2 separate regions of the Gasterosteus aculeatus genome follow, and region 1 is linked to region 2. A link is a contact called in public Hi-C data. All regions are on one chromosome and are shown on one strand. Each heading gives the region's core, a stretch centred on a gene start, on an enhancer-like site or on the middle of the called end of the contact. The rest is flanking DNA. Distances are from core to core; before and after follow the strand shown.

The links. Hi-C and Micro-C count contacts between places; a contact is called where the count stands out from the background.
Region 1: a contact with region 2 is called in a Hi-C map of skeletal muscle, with 5 times the contacts expected there. The contact joins the promoter of akr7a3 here to the enhancer-like site in region 2. A contact is called at or near these places in 3 of 6 Hi-C or Micro-C datasets (skeletal muscle and whole body).

Annotation. Positions count from the first base shown.
Region 1 is chr17:7,545,265-7,551,780 of fGasAcu3.hap1.1, reverse strand. akr7a3 (aldo-keto reductase family 7, member A3 (aflatoxin aldehyde reductase)) reads right to left here and starts at 2,438. Exons shown (of 7, transcript XM_040204293.2): 1 at 798-2,438; 2 at 52-239. The coding sequence starts at 1,107. It overlaps megf6b (multiple EGF-like-domains 6b), which reads left to right and starts at 2,313. Exons shown (of 37, transcript XM_078091867.1): 1 at 2,313-2,713; 2 at 3,856-3,990; 3 at 4,948-5,057. The coding sequence starts at 2,625.
Region 2 is chr17:7,508,554-7,515,068 of fGasAcu3.hap1.1, reverse strand. It overlaps megf6b (multiple EGF-like-domains 6b), which reads left to right. Exons shown (of 37, transcript XM_078091867.1): 13 at 359-529; 14 at 1,063-1,194; 15 at 1,304-1,432; 16 at 1,552-1,680; 17 at 1,839-1,973; 18 at 2,320-2,454; 19 at 2,536-2,661; 20 at 2,754-2,885; 21 at 3,450-3,581; 22 at 4,078-4,206; 23 at 4,294-4,422; 24 at 4,683-4,811; 25 at 4,887-5,015; 26 at 6,083-6,211; 1 more. Among protein-coding and RNA genes, the nearest start is that of akr7a3, 38 kb to the left of the region's middle. Within about 2 kb of position 4,723, at least 3 of the 9 cell types and tissues checked have open chromatin away from gene starts, as enhancers often do.

The DNA of each region.
Region 1 (6,516 bases), core at 1,189-3,688, 39 kb before region 2:
ATGTTAGAAATATATGCAACTCATAGAGCGTAAGCCATCTAGTCTCTTTGCCTCCTTGTGGAGTTCATTGCAGGCCCTGAGGGTGTCCTGGATCGGGTTTAGGTGGTCAGGGGCGTGGAGGTAGAAAAGGTCCACACAATCAGTCCGCAGGCTCTGAAGCGAGGTTTCCAGCTGAGAACGCACGCTCTCCGGCTTCAGCGTCTTCCCTTCCCAGGGGTTGGCCTTGGTCGCTATGCTTACTGTCGCACAGAAACAACAAATTACAAATGTGGCATTGATTCACAACAAATTAAAACTAGCTAATCTTAGATATTTTACTTAGGTACACGTAGTGTTAACGCAGTGTAGAGGTGGGAATCTTGTGGATCTCTCTACAGGAGTCGATTAAGTTTAATCGTAAACAATTGTATTACATCATCAATTTATTTGTGGTTTATTCTGTATTCCTAATCTGAATTGGGAAAGTAACTCAAATTATCAGACAAATGCAGTGGAGTGATGTGGCCAACTACAAATACCTCCAAATTGTACTTAAGTATATAGAAACATTACTTTAGTAAATCAAATGGTAGCACATGTCTTACATATTGTACGTGGTCCCTTATAAATACAATGAGCACACATTAAAACGTGTTTTCCTCAAATAAGGATCACTTTTGGCCCCTTTTTCCTACCCAGAATTCCAAGCTGGCGTCCACTACATATTCATCTAATTAGCTAATGAGCAACAGCCGGTGAGTCCAGGCGTTGGGTTTTGGGGCACAGAATCATCGCGAACATGCGTGCGTCTGATATACCTGTTTTAGGGAGATTCATGCCCCCTATGATCGCCTCTGACTTCCCGTCCATGTACATGATGGCCGTGTCCACCCGGCTGTGTCCCCTGTCCAGGAAAGTCCTCACCATCTGCAAACTCTGCTCGGCGTCAGCTCGCCCGCCGAAAGCCATCGTGCCCAGCAAGGACACCGGCCGCTTGGTTTGAAAAGAAGACGAAGACGACGACATGTTTCTCCGAGGAGCCCCTGACCCCCGCGATTGTGTGAGCGCGTCTTTAAAAGTGAGACACCTTCCAAGTGCGCAAAGTCTTCCCGTTATTACCCGCTGCATGCTACGAGGCAGCGTATGGCGTGCGTCCCGGAGAGGGGTTAAAGGTCGCTGGAAGCGGGAGTTATGGGAGCGTCGCAAAATCACCCAACTCGGTTAAAACGTAACATGTGCCAAATTACAAAACGCTGCATATTTGGCTTGTTTGCTTTACGGTAGTTCGGTCTGTCCAAAGTGCGCTTTCTGCGACCACTTCCGGTTGTTATGGACACGTCGGCTGACATTTGTTGAAGTCTCTGTTGCATGTGACGTTATATCAGTTGCAGCACGCGGCTCTGCACTTTAACCGCAAGGTGGCGGCAAATCCCCACACAATGCTACAAACTACGCTCATCGGTCAATCCTGCATCCACCAATGTGCAGACAAGACAAACTAATATTGGGATGTAAACATTTACGTGTGTAGTTATTTATTTCAGTATATCATGGATATAGAACCATTAACATGAATCCTTAGGGAACCATCAGAGACCAAGAAAACTATGTATTTTCAGTAGAATAGTTCAATAGCTTTGATCACATTCATAAGTGAACACACTTGTTTACGAATGTCCAGCATGTAACCATAAAAGTGGCTTAAATATTAAAGGTATTAAAAGTAGGCTTTGACGAATGCTGCTGTACAACGAGGCCTCAATAGAAGGTTGATCTGATTAAAAAATATATATATAAATATCTCACCAAAATAATTTATAAATATTCAACGCACTATAATTGCCAAACACTCATTTATCACCGGTAGGGCATAACGAGGCTGCATGTTGTCTTCTATTCGTACTCGATGGGTACCTAAGACATCAGTGCATATACGGGTGAATATGCGGGACCTTTTATTTTTTCCACACTTTACCGTAAGATTCAAACAGCTTAAATATATATTTGTGGAGCGCCCTGACTGGACAAACAAATGCATGTGGTTATCAAAACACGACTTTTTGTTTCGAGAAAAACGTTCCTCGGCCACACATTTGTCAGATGAGCTCTGATGGGTCTTAAGAGCGTCTCATCTAATTCGAACAGGATGCCGCGGAGCTGGTACCCTCGGAGCTGCGCGGACAGCGGTGACCCGGGACCCTCCGGGGTCATGAACACACATGCGCGTAATGAAGCCGTTGTTTGGAGAGCAGCAGCAGCAGTCTGTCTTGGGGTGTGTGCGTGTGTGATTCAGAAGCTCTGAATAATAAATGACATCCTTTCCATCCTCCCCCTACCAAACCGCTGCCATCATTACGAAGTCAATGGAGGGAGGCAGACCGCGCGCAGCCTCGGCGACTCTGTGCCCGTCGGTCCGGAGCGTCCGCTGCACTTTTTCAGTCCGTGTCCCACTCGCGCACAGACGCACGCACGCACACACCTGCGGAAAGCGAGAAAACACACCGCACGTGATGGCTGGGTCGTTTTTGGGAAAGTACAGATCATTTCCACGCGGAAGAACCTTTGTGCGCGTTTTAAGTTTCTCCCAGTGAGCGCTTGGATTTTTTTTAGTTATAATTCACTTATTGAAACCTCGATCCAGAAACATGGATAGTGTTTTTCATTTTTTCCTAATATTTATTATAGAGGCTCATGCATTGAGTTATGGCATCACCAACAATCTCCAACCGTATATGTGAGTAATCTTTTGTCATGTATTGCTGATTATTTTCTGTTAACTTTTAAAATATTATCCAAGGATGTCTACTTTTTTTTTTTTTTTTGTTAAAACAATTTTTCAGCATCAAATTTCCTAAATTTGACTTGCTCATTCACCTGCTTTTTCAAAAAACACAAAACTGACCCAGAGGCAGAGAACTAAGTTTTGCTGAGGTGTTGAAAGCAGCTGGTTGAGCTATAAAAGCGGGATGATTAAAATTGTTGTGCACTCTCATCAAGACCTTTATTGGCAAAGTCACACTGTAATTAACGTGATTATATATCAGCTCTATGTTGATGGTCTGTGCTGCATTCCTAACTCTATCAAAGTTAGTTTGAAGCCCCTCAAAGTGTTTAAACCTCTAAATATTAAGCAGTGAATTATGTGAGACAATATTGTCTGTGGTTAACTGCCACTTACAACGAGGTCTTTCAGTTATGTAAAGTGAATGTGAATACTATTGTTTATGAGACGAGCAGATGGATGTTTTTTAGATTCCTGCTGATCTCTGTATGCGGAGCCTCCTGTCTGACGCTGGAGGGTTGCCGACGCAGTAAATGTCTCAAAGATCATGTTGCGCTTTATTTTTGTACAAGGTACGAAGACATCAGTGGCAGGTCCGCCTGTAGAAGCGCTTTGCGCGAGGGGGACAAAACAGCACAATTAGAAAGTCTTCTCGTGTTTTACCAGGGGGCGAAAACGAGTGAAAACATGCATGTATGTCCAGTGGGAACACTGTAAATGTCTTTGCGTGAATTGTCTGAAAAATGGTGTATTTGGAGATAAACATGAAACAACAAATCTGTGCCAGTTTCACGTCAATGCAAAATGGCTTTCAGGTAAAGGTTTCAAATGTGAAGAGTCGTGGTTAATCTACAGGTAGCAGCTCTGAGTTCTGATAGATAATGTCTGAGGAATTTCCCATGAGTCTTTGAATATACCAAAGCCAGACCTCCCAATCGGCCTTACATCTCGGCACAGGCAGGAAGGCCTTGTAAGCTCCGTCCATCTATCATTGCTGCAGCGCATCCCACAGCCTTCATAAATTGTCCCGCTGCCGTCTGTAAATCTGTAAAACATTTTGACACTAAGTATTTTCACCGCTGCTTTTGTTTCAGGCCCAATGTGTGCGTGGAGAGGGAGGTGACGCTGGTCGCCCAGAGGCAGCCGTGTGTGCAGGCCTTCACACGCATGGTTAAAGTGTGGAAGCAAGGCTGTGCCGCCCAGTCGTGGTGCATGGGATACGAGAGGAGGTGAGTAATACTCTTCCCTTTTGTTGTCTGTCGACGCTTACCGCTGACTCAAACACTCCTCATCTTCACCTGCAGTGGATGTAGCGCTTTGCTGATGAATCTCTGGCTATGGCAAAGCCTTAATTATAGCTTCATGAAGTCATGCAACCAAACTAATGTATCCGCTTCATTTGACTCCACCTCCAAACAGTATCAAACTGGACGATGTCCTCGACCTCCTCTTTCCTCTCGACCTCTTTCGCTCTTGTTCTGTAATCACAGCCTTGAGCCTCTCATGCAGCTAAGTGCAAGGTGCGGCCCCATTTCATCGAGGCCAACAGCTATTTAACACCCGGGCGTCTTTGCAGCCAGCATTCCTTTGAAGGAGGGTCGAGATGCTAACGTTTTAGCCTGCCTGCGTTTCAGGAGCTTCTCAGTCTGCTGCTTGCGCTCGCTTTCACAGCGTTATCTCACCGCGTTACAAAGTCAAAGGCTGCTTTGAAGGCAGCCAAGGCCACAATTACTCGCTTTAAACAAACGTGTTTCCACATTGGGTAATGACCGTAGAGCAATGAGAGGTGTCCCAAAGTACAGGGATCGGCATCGTTCTCTGAAGTCGTCTCTGCCAGTATCACACTTTGAAATGGCGCCTTAACGGTCTGGGAAAATGTTTGCTGAACATCTTACTGCATGTTACTTAAAAGACTGTGAGATGTTTGATCCAATCTCATGTTTATTTTCTAATCGCATGGTATTCAACCACATGAAACCTAAAAAAGTGCATGTCATATTTCAGATAACGTCACATAATCCCTTTGTATATATTGTATACTTGTTTTTTCGCACACTACTGTTTTACACTACAATTCTACAAAAAGTCCTGTATTGTCAGTTTCTTATTCCTTTTGATTTTTTTCGATAAACCATTTCAACGGGTTTTATTGAAAGCTTTTAACTTGATGTTTGTCATATTAACAGGACAGCGTACTACACTGCATACAGACAAGTGTACCGACAGGATTATCAGACTGTGCACAAGTGTTGCCCTGGATGGTCCCAACTTAATGGAGAAGCAGGCTGTCTGTATCGTAAGTATCCAACTATCCACATGCTGCTTCAATAATTATACAAAAAACACGTCTTGGGTTTTGCGGTTAGGTATGCTTACTCGTAGGCATTCGATATGCTTTCCTGACTCAGCGGGAGGAAAGATGCGTTAAACATCACCTCTGCCTTTGCAGAGACTCCTGAATGAATGGTTTTCAGAAAAAGGTCAAAAGGGTCAAGAGATGCTTTGCCCATCCACTCCCGAGCAGATGTTATCGGTCAGTGCCATGACCTACTTGTCTTTTTACAGTCCCACAAGGTTTAGATGTGGATGGTGGGAAAAAGAATCTCACGTGTTGTAAGACTTAAGTGTTGGCATTTGCTCTCAAAAGATCTTTGCGTTGCATTGTAGTTTCTTTTACTACTTTCAGGAAAAACAATTACAATTTAAGGTGAAGTCACGGCTCTGCAGCGCTCCTTTGGTTTGCAGAGGACAATTTGCCTGACAGACGTCTTTAACAAGGCACGGTATTTACTTTTAATACGATGAAAGTGCAAATGGTCCACATTCCCCCTCCAGCATGTGGTCCCATGTGTAAATGTTGGATGACCACCATAGGGTCATGTGACACTACTCGTTCATAGGTGTGACAAGTCAGAGGATTGCATCATGAGTATTAAAACGTAAAGGCCCAGCCAGAGTTTACCCCACCAATTATCCGGGGCCCCCTCAACAATACCTTTCGAGTCACGGTGGCGAGACCAACTGCTGATGCGCATGAAAAAGAGAAAATATGAATCTCTCCCGTGTGAGTTCCAGTCCACAGGTCCATGTATGGAAGCGTAGCTCCGATTGTCACTCTGGGGCTGCCAGCAGCTCGTCTCCTTGTGGATAAGCTTAGCTTCACACCGCTGGGACAAAGAAGCCTCCTTTGATGGGATTTCACAGCCAGTGATCCAGAGCACATAGCCTGCATACCATCGACGGGCTCCTGGCAAAGCCTTCCTGTAAACAGTTTGTGCCCTGTACGGTCGACTGACAAGAAAGTTTCCGCTTCCTTGCTCTCGTTGCTTTACCTGGAACTGACCCGCATGCTCAATGGCCACCGTCCGATGAACACCCTGTGTTGGGATGTGGAGCGAGAGACCTGGATGAGCCTGCCATGGTTTTTCATGGCGTTTTATACAAATGTCTTTGTTTCCAGAGAAAAGGTTATGGCATTAAACAATACAGTATAAAGAAAAATTTCTGCTCCGCAATGAGTTTGGATTGTTTTAAAATGGTCATAAAGACATTCCTCATGCTTTCCCCTCAATTCGGTAGACAGGAGTTTTTTTTTTTCTTCTCGTGACAATGGCTGCCCTCCCTGGCGTGAGGCAGGGCTTTTATCTCCGTAACCAAAGACGTGGCAGCACTTTGAGATGAGAGAAACTAATCACCCTTTTCTCTGAGCCATTGAACAAGGATAAAGGGAAGCTCACACCACGATCCCCCCTCTC
Region 2 (6,515 bases), core at 3,474-5,973:
ATTGGCCAATTGGGTTATCTTTTGTTTTATTTAAAGGCAAAGGTAAATGGGTGGAGGAGAGGCAGCAGGGTAATATGACGCCTTCTCAGTGTGCAGTCAGGCTGGATCTCTATCAGACTTCCAGTTGTTGGACCCAGAAGAATAAGACGCAAATGCCTAAAATAATAAAATGTAAAGGGAGGTTGTGTAGTAATGTATTCATTTTTACAACATTGACTGCTAATGGAATGGGGAGATCGAGTGGGAACAGCAGGATATAGTATTGTTTACAGGCAATCACAGCGCCTCTTCTCATATTCCGTACACATGTGTGTAATAGAGTGTGTACCAAACGTTCTTCTCGCCTGTTTCCTTGCAGCATTAGAAGACGCGATTGAAGCCCTGTCCAGCGGAGCTGCCATCGAGTTGCCCCTCATTCAACCCCTGCTCACCTTGATGCAGGACTACAACCAACCGCTGGAGCGCTACGACGACTACGAGGACGACGATGGGGAGCTGAGGGCCGAGAGTAACCTGGCAGAGAAATTCGGTGAGTCCCCCCCCCCCCCCCTTCAAAACCATTAGCCCCTCGTTATCATTAAGAGCGACCTGTATCTGATTACCTGACTCGCAGGAGGCGAAGCTGTCTGACAGACTCATTTACTGCTAGCAGGAACAGACCACATGGTGGGGGTTAATTACTGTGTTTCATGCTCCCAGACTGTCTGTACATACTGTAATACCACAGATTTTTTGGCCGGGAATGCTGAGGATTATATGTCCTGGCAGCCCGTCACAGGAGGTACAAGGCTCTGTTATGTGTCGCCACAGCTTGGACTCGTTTGACACCGCAGAACATTTTATATATATGTATATTTTTTTGACCTGACCAATAATTTAACTGTGAAAAGTTATCCGTTTAAACACATTTGCGGAGTGGGACTTCAGCCTACATGGCGTAGCTAGACACAATGGGCAGCAAATGACACGATTATATGATGGAAATCACATCGATCATTAACTGCACTGTAACGACTCAGGTGGGTGAAGTGTGCACTTCATTGATTACTTTGTTGTTTCCAGTGTGTTTGGATGATACCTTTGGCAGTGACTGCAGTTTGACATGTGACGACTGTTCCAATGGAGGAAAATGTAACTCGTGGAAAAATGGCTGCGACTGTCCTGCAGGATGGATGGGTGTCGTGTGCAACCAGAGTGAGGAGCATACGGACACTCAAATACACATCCATGGGTTTCACCCTTACTACTAAATCAGAATGACGGAGTGGCAGTAATGGACCCCTTTCATGTTTCCTTTTCACAGCATGCCCCGAGGGATATTTTGGTAAAAACTGCTCATTCCCCAGTAAGTGTAAGAACGGTGCCACGTGTGATCCGATCACTGGGAGCTGCCGGTGTCCCCCCGGGGTCAGCGGAGACGTGTGTCAGGATGGTGAGTTATCCGCTTTGTCCAAGCCAACATCTTTTTGTTTTTGATTTACAGTGAAATCCTTCCCCCTCCCACTGTGGGCTCTAGTTTAAGTTTACTACGGGCTGCTTTCCTGTGTGCAGGATGTCCTAAGGGCTTCTATGGGAAGCAGTGCAATAAGAAGTGTAATTGTGCCAATAACGGGCGCTGCCACCGGACCTACGGAGCCTGTCTGTGTGATCCTGGACTCTACGGACGCTTCTGCCACCTGCGTAAATCCCACTGTCCCAACATTAACACACTCTCGCCCTTAAATTACAATGTTGGAAATTGATTGATAGATTCTGAATTAGACTTGCATTACACTCTCGAGTATCCATATGTAATTAAACCGTCATCAGTCATCTTCTCCTTGTTTATTGTCCCTCAGCTTGTCCAAAGTGGACCTTCGGTCCCGGCTGCTCTGACGAGTGTCAATGTGTCCAGCAAAACACTCTACAGTGTCACCGCCGCCACGGCACATGTGTTTGTAAATCGGGTTACCAGGGCAACACCTGTGAGGAAGGTGAGCACACTGTCACAAAGATCATCAATGACTCATCAGCACACCTTGCATATGTGTACTGCAGGGTGCTTTCTGTTCTTTGGTCCTATTACTGTTCAAAGACAACAACACAGACAACAACAGCACAGACAACAATGGTGGATGTTGTTTTAAGAAAAGCTTTGCAAAATTTGCTTTCTGATATAATCAGTAAAGGGGGTAAAATCTCCCTTCTAAATAAAGACAGAAAAATGTTGAAGATTGTTGAGCCCCTTATTTTAAGAACAGGAGGATCGTTTCCATTCTCGTGGTATACAAGTTGTCCCACCATGATGACCTGTCCTCTGAACACTTGTCCTGTCTCTAGAGTGCAAGCCGGGTACTTACGGAGCCGGTTGTGCGAAAAAGTGCTCTTGTCCACTCGGAGTGTCATGTGATCACGTCACTGGAGCGTGCCAACGAAAATGCCCTCCTGGTCGTCACGGAGAAAACTGTGATCAGGGTAGGTGGCCCGACAGAGGACTAGTTGTCCCCTGGCTATGTTTGTGTCCTCCCATGTTGACTCCTGTGTGTCCTGTGTCAGACTGTCCAGTGGGGAGGTTTGGAGCTGGCTGCGTCCATCCCTGCAACTGCACAGGCTCCCCATGTGACAAAGTGTCGGGACGATGCAAGTGTCCCGCGGGGACGGCAGGAAAGCGCTGTGAGAACTGTGAGTGCGGAAGGACTTTTGAGTATCCACAACAACCACACACTTGTTTTTATATGATGAAATTGGTAAAAGTAGGAATCCTCTTTCCACAGTGTGCCCCGATGGTTTTTGGGGTTCAGGGTGCACAGAAACCTGCCCTGCTTGTGAGAACGGCGGCGTGTGCGACAAACACAACGGGTCGTGTAACTGCCCTTCGGGGTTAATGGGCAGATTGTGCCAGAACTGTGAGTATCCGCAGCGTGCGTGTTGGTTTCCACAGCTCGATGCATTTAACGGTCCACCGGCTGAGCAGAATGGCAGCACAGTGAAAATGGAAATCGTTCAGTGGTGCTTGATCTTGGACATAAAATAGGAAAAAGGAACAGTTTTTCTCCCAGTGCGTTGGCTAAAATCCTCCAGATGTTGAAAACCACCTCCGATTATAATTCACTGGGAAGAACAAATAGAATTTCAAACAACCACTGGATCTGAAAGCCTCATTTAGTCGTGAATCCCAGAACAATGAGTCGTGGGAACTTGCTCTGCTTACATTCTACCGGCGAAGTTTGTTCTAGTAGAATTTATGCTTTGTATTTTCATTGTGCAGCGTGCCCGAGTGGACGTTTCGGCCAAGCGTGCCAAATGAAGTGTGTGTGTGAGAATAACGCTCGCTGTGATCCGGTGGCCGGGCGGTGCACATGCGCTCCTGGCTGGACTGGACACAACTGCAGGAAAGGTAGCGGCGCTAGACGGCATTTGTTAGCGCTTTTTGTCATGTGTGACACTCAAACGGGACTTTTGTGTTGCAGGCTGCGATGCAGGACATTGGGGGGAGGACTGTGCAGAAACATGTGACTGCAGGAACGGAGACGGCAGCTGCGACGGCGTGACGGGCCAGTGCAACTGTGAGGCTGGTTACACTGGAACACGCTGCCACCAGAGTATGTAGTTATATATTAATGTGTATATATTTCCTTTATTTATGTATTAAATAATTCATGTTTTTGTTTGGAAGAAACCTACTTTAAAGTTCTTGCACACCAGAAAGTCTTATTGACGTGCATGTTTTGTGACAAAACCAAATCACTGTCACTTTCAGTCTGAAAGGAGAATTTCAGGATTGAAATATCTTTTTTTTTAAATGAGTGAATGGTGTTTTGGCTTTCTCAGATGGAAAATCTGTCGGGAGTATTCATTGCTGTGAGCATATTCATTCAGCGGGAGTTTGTGTTGCAATCATTCTGCAAAGTTTCATTACCAGTGCTACCACCAGATGGTACAAAATAAATCATTTAACATCCTAAATAGATACAAATAGTTTGTCCAATACATATTTTATATTGTTGGATCCTGTCATTTTAAAACCAACCTTTTATAAAACATGACATACATATCACTCGTCTCACTGTCTAAGGTGTGTGTTTGATATTTCCTCAGAGTGCCCTGCAGGTATGTTCGGTCTGGGCTGTCGCCGTCGTTGTCAGTGTGACAACAATGCGTTGTGCGACCATGTGAGCGGCGCTTGCACCTGCCAGGTGGGATGGACTGGAACCTTCTGTGAAAAGCGTAAGAGCCTCTCCTTCCCTTCACAACGCCGAATATACCACATCTACTAGATATGCATGCCAGTAAGGGGTCGTCTGTGTCTTTCAGCTTGTCCTCCGGGTTTCTACGGACTGGACTGCCAGGAGAAATGTTCCTGTCTAAATGGCGGCAGCTGCGACCACGTCAGCGGAGTTTGTTCCTGTCCTGCCGGCTGGATCGGCTCCTCCTGCGACCTGAGTGAGTTGACTCCACAACTCACTCACTCCAGTGTGCAGCATCAAAGCACTAAGGACATCTTTGTTACGGGATTTGCAGTTAAACAAAAACTCGCTGCAGGTCTGTTATTTGGGGAAACCCAGTTGAGCAGCACATGAGAAAGCGCCGACTCCGTGTTCCCCATGCTTTTCCCCGTATCGCTTACCAGACACTGGAATTTCCACTTTTGATCAGCAAAGTTCACCACGGGGTTGTGATATTGTTTGTCCCTCTCCTGGCAGCGTGCCCAACCGGTTTCTATGGGGAAGGATGTAACCAAACCTGTAGCTGCCGCAACGATGGCATCTGCCACCCGGCCAGTGGGCAGTGTGTGTGCACGCCCGGCTGGACCGGACCCAACTGCACAGAAGGTGTGTGGATCTTCTATGATGGGTAAATAAGGGTGCACCCTTATGTCTTATGTCCTCTTGCGTCTTTTTTCCTAGAATGCCCTCCAGGGTTTTACGGAGGAGACTGTCAGCAGCGCTGCCTGTGTCAGAATGGAGCCACCTGTAACAAGAGCACTGGGAAGTGTTCATGTGCCAGTGGATGGACGGGCACAGCCTGCGAACTCGGTAAGAGTCACAGATGATGTGAGTCTCCATGGATGTCGTTGCAAAACCACCTGAAGATTAATCATTTTAAGGAAGAGTCTCCTTTATTACAACTTGGATCTCATTTTTGTACATGTGGCTTCTATTTAAAATGACAAACTCGGATCAGCTAACATTTTTTTGGGGCCAGAAACCGGAGATGACTTGATAGGTCGTAAACGGGCTCAAAACCGTTTGCATGTGCAACACGTTGTGTAGGTCAAAGCGGAAGTTGTCTGTTTTAGACCAGTTATTGTTTTCAATTCCCAGTAAGTCTGGCTAACTGTTAAAAACGCGTAAGGCTTTGAGCTTGTGTTTAGCAACTTTGACAAAAAAAAAAGACCCTGTTCAAGGTACTCGTACGTTCTCTGTACCAACCTGAGAGACACACTTGGGTTTAGTTAGTTGAAGAAAACAGTTGACAACAAACATCTTTTACTAAGCTAAACTCTTTATTTATTCAAATATCACAAATGTAATAAATGTCAGTAGCTACAACAACCACAACATCTAACAAGAATTATTAGATGATGATTCTTATAAACAGGACGGACAAATCGGAACACGCTTATAGGCTCATTTCTAAACATTTGTTATCAATATTAATATGATCACTTGTCTTGATGTTCAGCCTCATCAGCCATAATGATTGTTGTTTCCTTTTACTGCCACGCAGAAGAATAGCATCACGTTCTCGAGTTCGCCTTGTTATTTGCCGGCAGAGTTAGTTTCTGGAGCGCGGACGCGTCTCTAGCGTAAGAATCTCTGCCGACCCGCCGATGACATTCCAGCTCGTTTTCCGTCTGAGCTCCATATCACACTCCATCCTCCCTCTGTGCCTGTTTCAACTTTTCCCCATCGAGGCCCCCCACCGCCCCCCCCCTCATGCTCAGGAAGGCCTCAGATCTCGTCGCTGGAATGCTTCTAAACTCTGCGGCTACTAACTTGATTTCCCTACTCGATACTATAAACACACGGAGGTTCACACCATGACGTCTCTGTTTTGTTTCTCTTTCTGTGCTTGTGCGCGCTGCTGTATGTGTACACAGAGTGTGTGGCGGGCCGGTTCGGGAGGGACTGCCAGCAGCAGTGTGAATGTGAGAACGGCGGCCAGTGCGACGCGCTGACCGGACGCTGCAGCTGCAGCGGCGGCTGGGTCGGAGGGCGCTGCGAGAGAGGTGGGTCTCTGCTGAGTGATCCCAGCAAAAAAACAAATTAACAGACCGAAACTTTGATCTTGTGGGAACTGCTGTATTTTTGTCCGTTTTTAACCTCTGATTTGCACCTCCTTCGCTCAGCATGTGAAGCGGGCCTGTTCGGCGCCGGCTGTGAGGAGCGGTGTCGGTGTGTGCACGGGGATTCATGTCATCACGTCACTGGAGCGTGTCGGTGCCTGCCGGGCTGGAGAGGAAAACTCTGCGATAAAGGTGCAAACCGACAGTTGGCGACAGGCTATTGACGCTTCTGCTCTACCAGAGTTTG